Regions from separate parts of the Zea mays genome. Here region 1 is linked to region 2. The links are chromatin contacts, called in public Hi-C maps. All regions are on one chromosome and are shown on one strand. Each heading gives the region's core, a stretch centred on a gene start, on an enhancer-like site or on the middle of the called end of the contact. The rest is flanking DNA. Distances are from core to core; before and after follow the strand shown.

Region 1 (3,536 bases), core at 581-3,080, 560 kb after region 2:
GGTTATTTAAAATAGCATTAGCATATTAATGTACATGCACGATGTTGCAAAAAGTATGGCATTGCAATTTGTATAAGTACACAAAATAAAGGTGTAAAAGTTTACACCTATGCATAGCCATAGTTTTTTTAAGTTTGCTACTAAGTACTATAAAGAGGTGGCAGATGAGACAAACGCTCTTGTTGAAATTAATGGAAGCGAGTGAACACAACCTAGTTGAAAATGTGAACGTTTATACAGGATTACGTGTACTACTAGCATATATTTGTGCAGACCATATATTTAAAGGTATGCAAATTGCAAAAGGAAGGAAGAAGAAACTGAAAATACAGAAACTTACCGATCCTTGGATCATTTAGTGCGGGAAGGCTGAAGAACTTGCCGTATTCACCACCGCCAGGCTTAATCAGGCTCGTCAATATACGCTTGAAAGCATGCTTGGTAGCTGAGGCAAACACAAGTTCGAAGCAAGGACAGTGGGATTACGTATTGGAGACAAATGATTGCTGTAGAGAAACATTGAATTGAAATGGGCATTTCCTTTGAAGACATTCTGTTACGATAGAAGCCTTGATTTAAGTCTGGAGTCGAAACTAAAGTCATGAGCGACTGAGTTATATATCTGCGGGGCTTAATAATAGAGTAGGTAGTATAGTCATAGTAATAGCTAGTGAAGTGACATGGTGGTAGTAGATTTAGAGCACCTCCGACTCCGACTCGGATCCGATGGAGAGCGTCGTCGCGTGGTTGTAGCTTGGCGCTGGTGGTGACGTCGGGGACGAGGCGGGCACGCAGCAGCTGGTCCGGATGAATCGCGTGGCACCTCGATGAAACAGAGAGGGTCCGTGGGCGGCGGCGGAGGCAGGGGCAGGGGAGGCTTGGCGGCGGAGGCGTGTGCGTGTGGCAACCACCACAGAGGAGCTGCTGCTCCATGGATCGGAGTGGAAGAGGGGCAGGCGGCGGCGGCGGCGGCAGGATGTGGTCCCGCTATCGCGCCCATCCGCCTGCAGCTTGGCTGCCCGGCGCCCAATAGAGGCGGAGGATCTGATGAAACGAAAGGCCGCCGATGGAAAAGCAGCGCCCGCCTCAGTCAAGTGCTCAAGCGCTATGTCATTACTCTCTTCTCCCTCCATGGACAATACTACCCCCCACCCCACCCACCCCTGCAACACGGAAAAGTGTACGCGGCACAACTGTAGGCACTTGTAATCACCACCACCACCACTCCTGCTTTTGCTTGCTCCTCCGGCAAGGTCGTCGGCGCTTCATTAGTGATTTCCTCTGGTCTGGCTCCATCTTGAAGCTACGATCCAAGCCTCTTATAGATCCACATGCCAGGATATCGATCGATCTGATCGAGCGCTTGGCAAGAGATGCAAAGAGCGAATTCATCTGTATTATTTAATTGTGCAGCAGATTCTACTCGAATTTGCTGCTTAATTGGCATCTGCTTGCTGGTGGCTGCTGGAAAGTGCAAGCATCGTGCTGCATGCATGCTTTTTCATCTGCATATACCATGTACTAGCTGCTAGCTACTACGTACTATCACAGCAGGCTGTGTGTGTGATTTAAATCAGTTAGCCAACCACGTACGTACGTACAGTACAAGCAAGGAATGCATATATATATACAATTCAATTCGCAAATTAAAAGCTATATATATTGGCTAGCTCGGCGACCCTCTGCTTATATTAATTACCTGTTGAGTTGGCGGCCATGGCGCGTTCGACGTGAGGCGGCAGGAGCTATAGGTCGTCGCCGGTCGGCCAGCACGACGAGAGAGGAGATAGATGATGGAGGCCTCAACACAAAGAACAAGTGATGAGGACGACGACCAGGCAAGCAGCTTTCTTATACGCACAGAGAAAACACAGAGAGCAGCCGGCCAGCAGGGACATGGTAATTTTTTTGTGTCCATTATGCTTACCGTACACTAATTATTAAGTCACGGGTGAAACAAGCCCGGCCATGATACATGCAGACGTTATTATTAACATGTACGATGAATCTCATGTTGCTATACTACTAGTATTCTTCTTTAAAATGTAGGGAAAAATCTACATAATTTCTATTAAGGGCTCGTTTGGCATATATATAGGTTCGCTCCATAATTCTCTAACTTCGAGAGCTGATTCTCCAATATAGTGATTCCGATTTATTCTGTAGCAGAAGTGAATTTATTTGACAAAAACTATTCTCTAACTTCATGGAGATTTTTACCATTTAGCTCTGTAGGAGTGATTCTTGTTGTGAACGGAGCTGTAAAAGCTCTGCCAAACGCCCCCCCTAAATAAATCTTGCGTTGTAAATGAAGAGCGCTTAGTAGATTTTAATTTCTGATGCTACTAGCTTCCTTATGTGTGAAACATGAATCTCATGGTTGCTCATAGGACAGTTCACGTATCACTAAACTCACACAACTCGATTTTCGTTCTAAAACAAATTATCTAAATATGGAGCAAACATTCTTGAAATAAGGCTATCTGTACTCTAAATTTCTATCTTAAAAATAATATTCTATCCTGGTCATCAAGATAGTCTACATATACTATAATTTATCGTAATCATATTTACTCTATATCTCAACTCTATACCAATTAACACATATTATATTATTTTCTTTCTACTGCTACTAGCACAGTTATTTCGAGTCATCTTTTTACAAATAACTCCTCACATCTATTTCAAATTAACCCGATGCACGTCCGTCCCCTCCGCGCAACGGCTCGTTAGGCCCGACGGCCGCAGTTCCGCCCAGACACGGCACGTGGGCCCGACGGACCCTTTGGTTAAATCATCGTAAAATGTTAAAAAACGGTGCAGGAGGTGGGGTTCGAACCCACACCCTAATAATGGAAGAAGAGTGAGAGACACTAGGTGAAACTGTTTAACCAGTAGAACATCATGTTCAGATGTTTTTAATATTGAATATGAATTGTACATATGTATATACGATTTTTTGTAAAATACAAAAAAAATCGTGTCGGTCCGAGGCTACGGCCCAAGCATGGCACGTCGCTCGTGCCGAGCTGCCCCATGCACTATTAAATGGGTCGTGCCTCGGGCCGGCCCACCAGACACGACCCATTTGGCCAGCAGTTATACCTCCACACAATAATTATGGTCATCGTCTCAGTTGCCACCACCTTGTTCGCCATCCTGCTTCTTTTCTCTCCCCTCATGCCTGCGCCTCCGCGCCACCCCATTCTCGATAGAGGGTGTGGGAGCATGTGCCTCCTCCCCGTATTCGTCGACACCAGCCCCGACTCTGACCCGCACAGTGGCTATTGCACGTCCACGAGGACGTTTCACAGCATGCGCACACCATCGTTTTTGCCATCGTCAGACGTCCCATTCGTCTTCCAGGGCTTCACCCTATTCTTCCTCCCCAACCTGCTGCCCCCACCCACGATCGTAGCCGCGAGCCGACCGACGCTCGTCGATGCGGGTACAGGGTGAGTCGATTTTGCTCCTAGCCTTTTTTCGTGTGTGCCGCTGAGGAGGATACGGTGACGCCTGCCACGTTTAGGTTATCT
Region 2 (3,157 bases), core at 420-2,919:
CCACCCACCCACCCACCTCTTAGTTTCTGGCACAAATATGTGTATATTAATCATTAAATTAAAGGGGAAAAAAGGACCTACCGGATACGTTCTTGCAAAAAACAAAAGGTTCTCAAGCGAAACAAATCCACAGCCCCTGGAATCAAAGTAACACGATATTGTTAAGACGTACTCTTCATCTGTCAGGGAAATGCAGGACCAGCAGCTGGTTGCAGGCCTCTAAAAGGAAAGGAAGTGTGAAGCATATTTTCGACAACCTAAAATAGTGCATAGAGAGGCAACAAAAAAACTCGGATTAACCTGAAATCAGTTGCTGGGTTGACGCCCTGCCACCCCATGTCTTTCCACTGTTCCGAAACTAAGCTAGTGAGCTCTGTATCGGGAAAGGAGGCATTCCATAGAGCCCTAAGCGAATCCTAAATCCAAAGCACACAATATTATAAATTTCACAAGTCAACATCGGCTCAAAGTCAATATGAGGGTATAACTAACTAAGCAAAACAAAGAGCAAAGCTAGTTGCATTTTGAAGTCTCTATCTACATTGTGCTAAGTGTTGCAGAATACCAATTTTGTTTCTAGATTACTCTAGAGTAAGTTTGAAGCCTCTATCTACATCATAGGGACACACGGATTGAAATCCGTATTGATGATAAAGTACTCCTCGTCGTGAAGCTAATTGAGTCGAGAGTTTCCTCACTTGATGATCCGTCCGAGTTTCGTCGTAAGGTACATTTAGCCTTTCCTTCAGACTTTGCAGTCTCTGTTCCTGAATGAATATTTAAGACCAGGGTTATTTCAGGCGTAGGAAGAAACGCAATTAAGCTTGCATGGTCCATGCCATTGTGCTTATTCTATTTCATTTATTGTTTCCCTAAAAACAAGAGACGACACAGAATCATGCATGTACTATGCCTAATAAACACATCATGATAACGATGGCAGTGCATCTGTACCTGTACAGGGGTTAGATCAAGCACTATCTTCTCTGCACTGACTTGTCGCCTTTTGCCTGAGCCGCTGAAAAGCCCTCCGAACCATGCCCGATTTCCAACCATAGTAGCATCAACTGCAATGAGGTCATTATAAAATTCTCGATTCAATATTCCTCAACATGAAATGGACCTTTTCTCTATGCAACCTTGTTGAAGAACGATTATAGAGTCGATAACAAATGTACAAAAGAAAAAGAATGGTGCTCCGCCCTACCTGTTGTTGGCGTTGAAGTTGAGAAGGAAACGGAATGCCCATCAAATTAGAGGAGGCGCCCTTTCTTTCTTTACCAATAATAATGTGGAGATAGTAGCTCGGTAGTAATTATAACAGAAATCAATGAACGCGAGGGGAGGGCGGCGCGTCAGGAGCTAATGTAGTAAGCAAGAAAGCATGATCCTCCATAAATCGCAAACATGCGGCGGACCCCGGTGCCCCCTCGCTGTCTGTTGCTTTGGATCTGGAGGAGGCATACGCACGCGCGCGCGCCCTTGGTTGAGAGGGGGATTCGACGGGATTCTCCTGCTGGTGCTGGATGATCGACGGAGGGAGGAAGTTGGAGAATTGGCCTCCGTCGACCGCCCAGCCCTGCCCCTGCGAGACCGAGACCGTCGGCCGTCGCGTCCTATGCCAGCTCAAGGCGGCCTGCTATTTCTCTCCCTCTCGCTTTCTCTTCCCCTCCCCCACCGCGCATGCCGCCCAACCATCCACCCACACCCTTTCGTTTTTGCAACAACATTAGAATCACAAGGCCCAGCTCAATGCAACCATCTATGCTCGCCATGGGCTTCATAGCCAACGTTCTACTGAATCCTCTTTAAAGATTATTATTATTATTATTACTATTATTATTATTATTACTATTATTATTATTATTACTATTATTATTATTATTATTATTATTATTATTATTATTATTATTAGAACATCCAATTTAATTTCCTCCACTATTGTTACATTCGATTTTCCTTCATGAATTACAAACCGGTTTTCTTTAAATCTCTTAACTTTTGTGATTTTTTTAATCTTAAGTAGTTTTATTAATGGTTTTACTAATATAACACAACGCCAATACACACAAATCATACTAGGTTATAAGTTTAGGGTGATAAATTTGTCTACAAATATTTTACAGACAAAAATACATTGTGCACTTCTTCCAACTTTGCCTCGGACTCGGGCCCACTTGAAAACTGTGGTTATCCCAGTGAAAAGCTCTGGTGTATGTTGCAGGATAGAGGGAGTATTGTGAAATCTCAAAATAGTAGATTTAACAGAAGATAGTTGGATGGTGGAATCTCATTCATATTCTTCGAACCGTTCTCTTTTATCGTAGCCATAGGGCTTTAAAGCTGTAGAGAAAATTGTGATTTAAGGGTAAACTCGGATGCGTCTTAAATATATGTTAGGATCAAATCTCACGTGTATAATAATTCATGATACAAAAATCAATGTCACATATTTATTATATAATACGAGTTATGTACAAAAATAGCTAAATAAATACATCATATGACGACAACGATCCTTCACAACTATAGTTGACTGAGAGACGATAGCCTAGACCTCTCCAAATTTATCGTAGCATCCTTCATGCTTCTCATCTTGCAGTACCTATTCTTGACTGATGTGATTATAGCAAGTGTGAGCTCTCATATGGTCATCGCTCAGTAAGTGTGGGATATAATTTGTATGAGCTCACTTACGGTGGGGTCTCATGTGTAGTGTAAGGCTTACCAAGGAAAATGGTTAAGGTTGAGTGTTGCTTTTAATAAGTTGGTCAAAATTTTATTAGCAATTATTAAGTATAAGTGTATATCAACCAAATTAAATAATTGATCACAATGATGAATAAATCCCACAATGCAACACAATATATGACTGGTTAAATTTAATTACATAAACTACTCATGTGAGAGTCCGAGTCGCTTATGATCATGAGCACGGCTGATATAATTGTTTTACACTCTCATATATTGTCCATCTTTACCCACAAGCCATGTTACCCATTTTGCCAAGGGGTCTCGACTCTCGTTCATCTATAACGAGGAGACGAGGCAGGGTAGCACTACAGGGCCTTTCCAAAGTTTCACTAGCACAAGAGAACCCACTACGGATTCAAGCAAAAAGGGACGATATAGGAATCTCTCGTCTGAAAAGCTATCG

What was found. Hi-C and Micro-C count contacts between places; a contact is called where the count stands out from the background.
Region 1: a contact with region 2 is called in a Hi-C map of endosperm, with 2.7 times the contacts expected there. The contact joins the promoter of LOC103646899 here to the promoter of LOC100192852 in region 2. A contact is called at or near these places in 4 of 25 Hi-C or Micro-C datasets (ear, endosperm, leaf and 1 more).

What each region holds. Positions count from the first base shown.
Region 1 is chr2:118,209,729-118,213,264 of Zm-B73-REFERENCE-NAM-5.0, forward strand. It overlaps LOC103646899 (putative aconitate hydratase, cytoplasmic), which reads right to left and starts at 1,831. Exons shown (of 20, transcript XM_008671525.3): 1 at 1,700-1,831; 2 at 341-445. The coding sequence starts at 1,718.
Region 2 is chr2:117,646,643-117,649,799 of Zm-B73-REFERENCE-NAM-5.0, forward strand. It overlaps LOC100192852, which reads right to left and starts at 1,670. Exons shown (of 8, transcript NM_001138042.1): 1 at 1,208-1,670; 2 at 955-1,067; 3 at 699-767; 4 at 301-416; 5 at 82-136. The coding sequence starts at 1,056.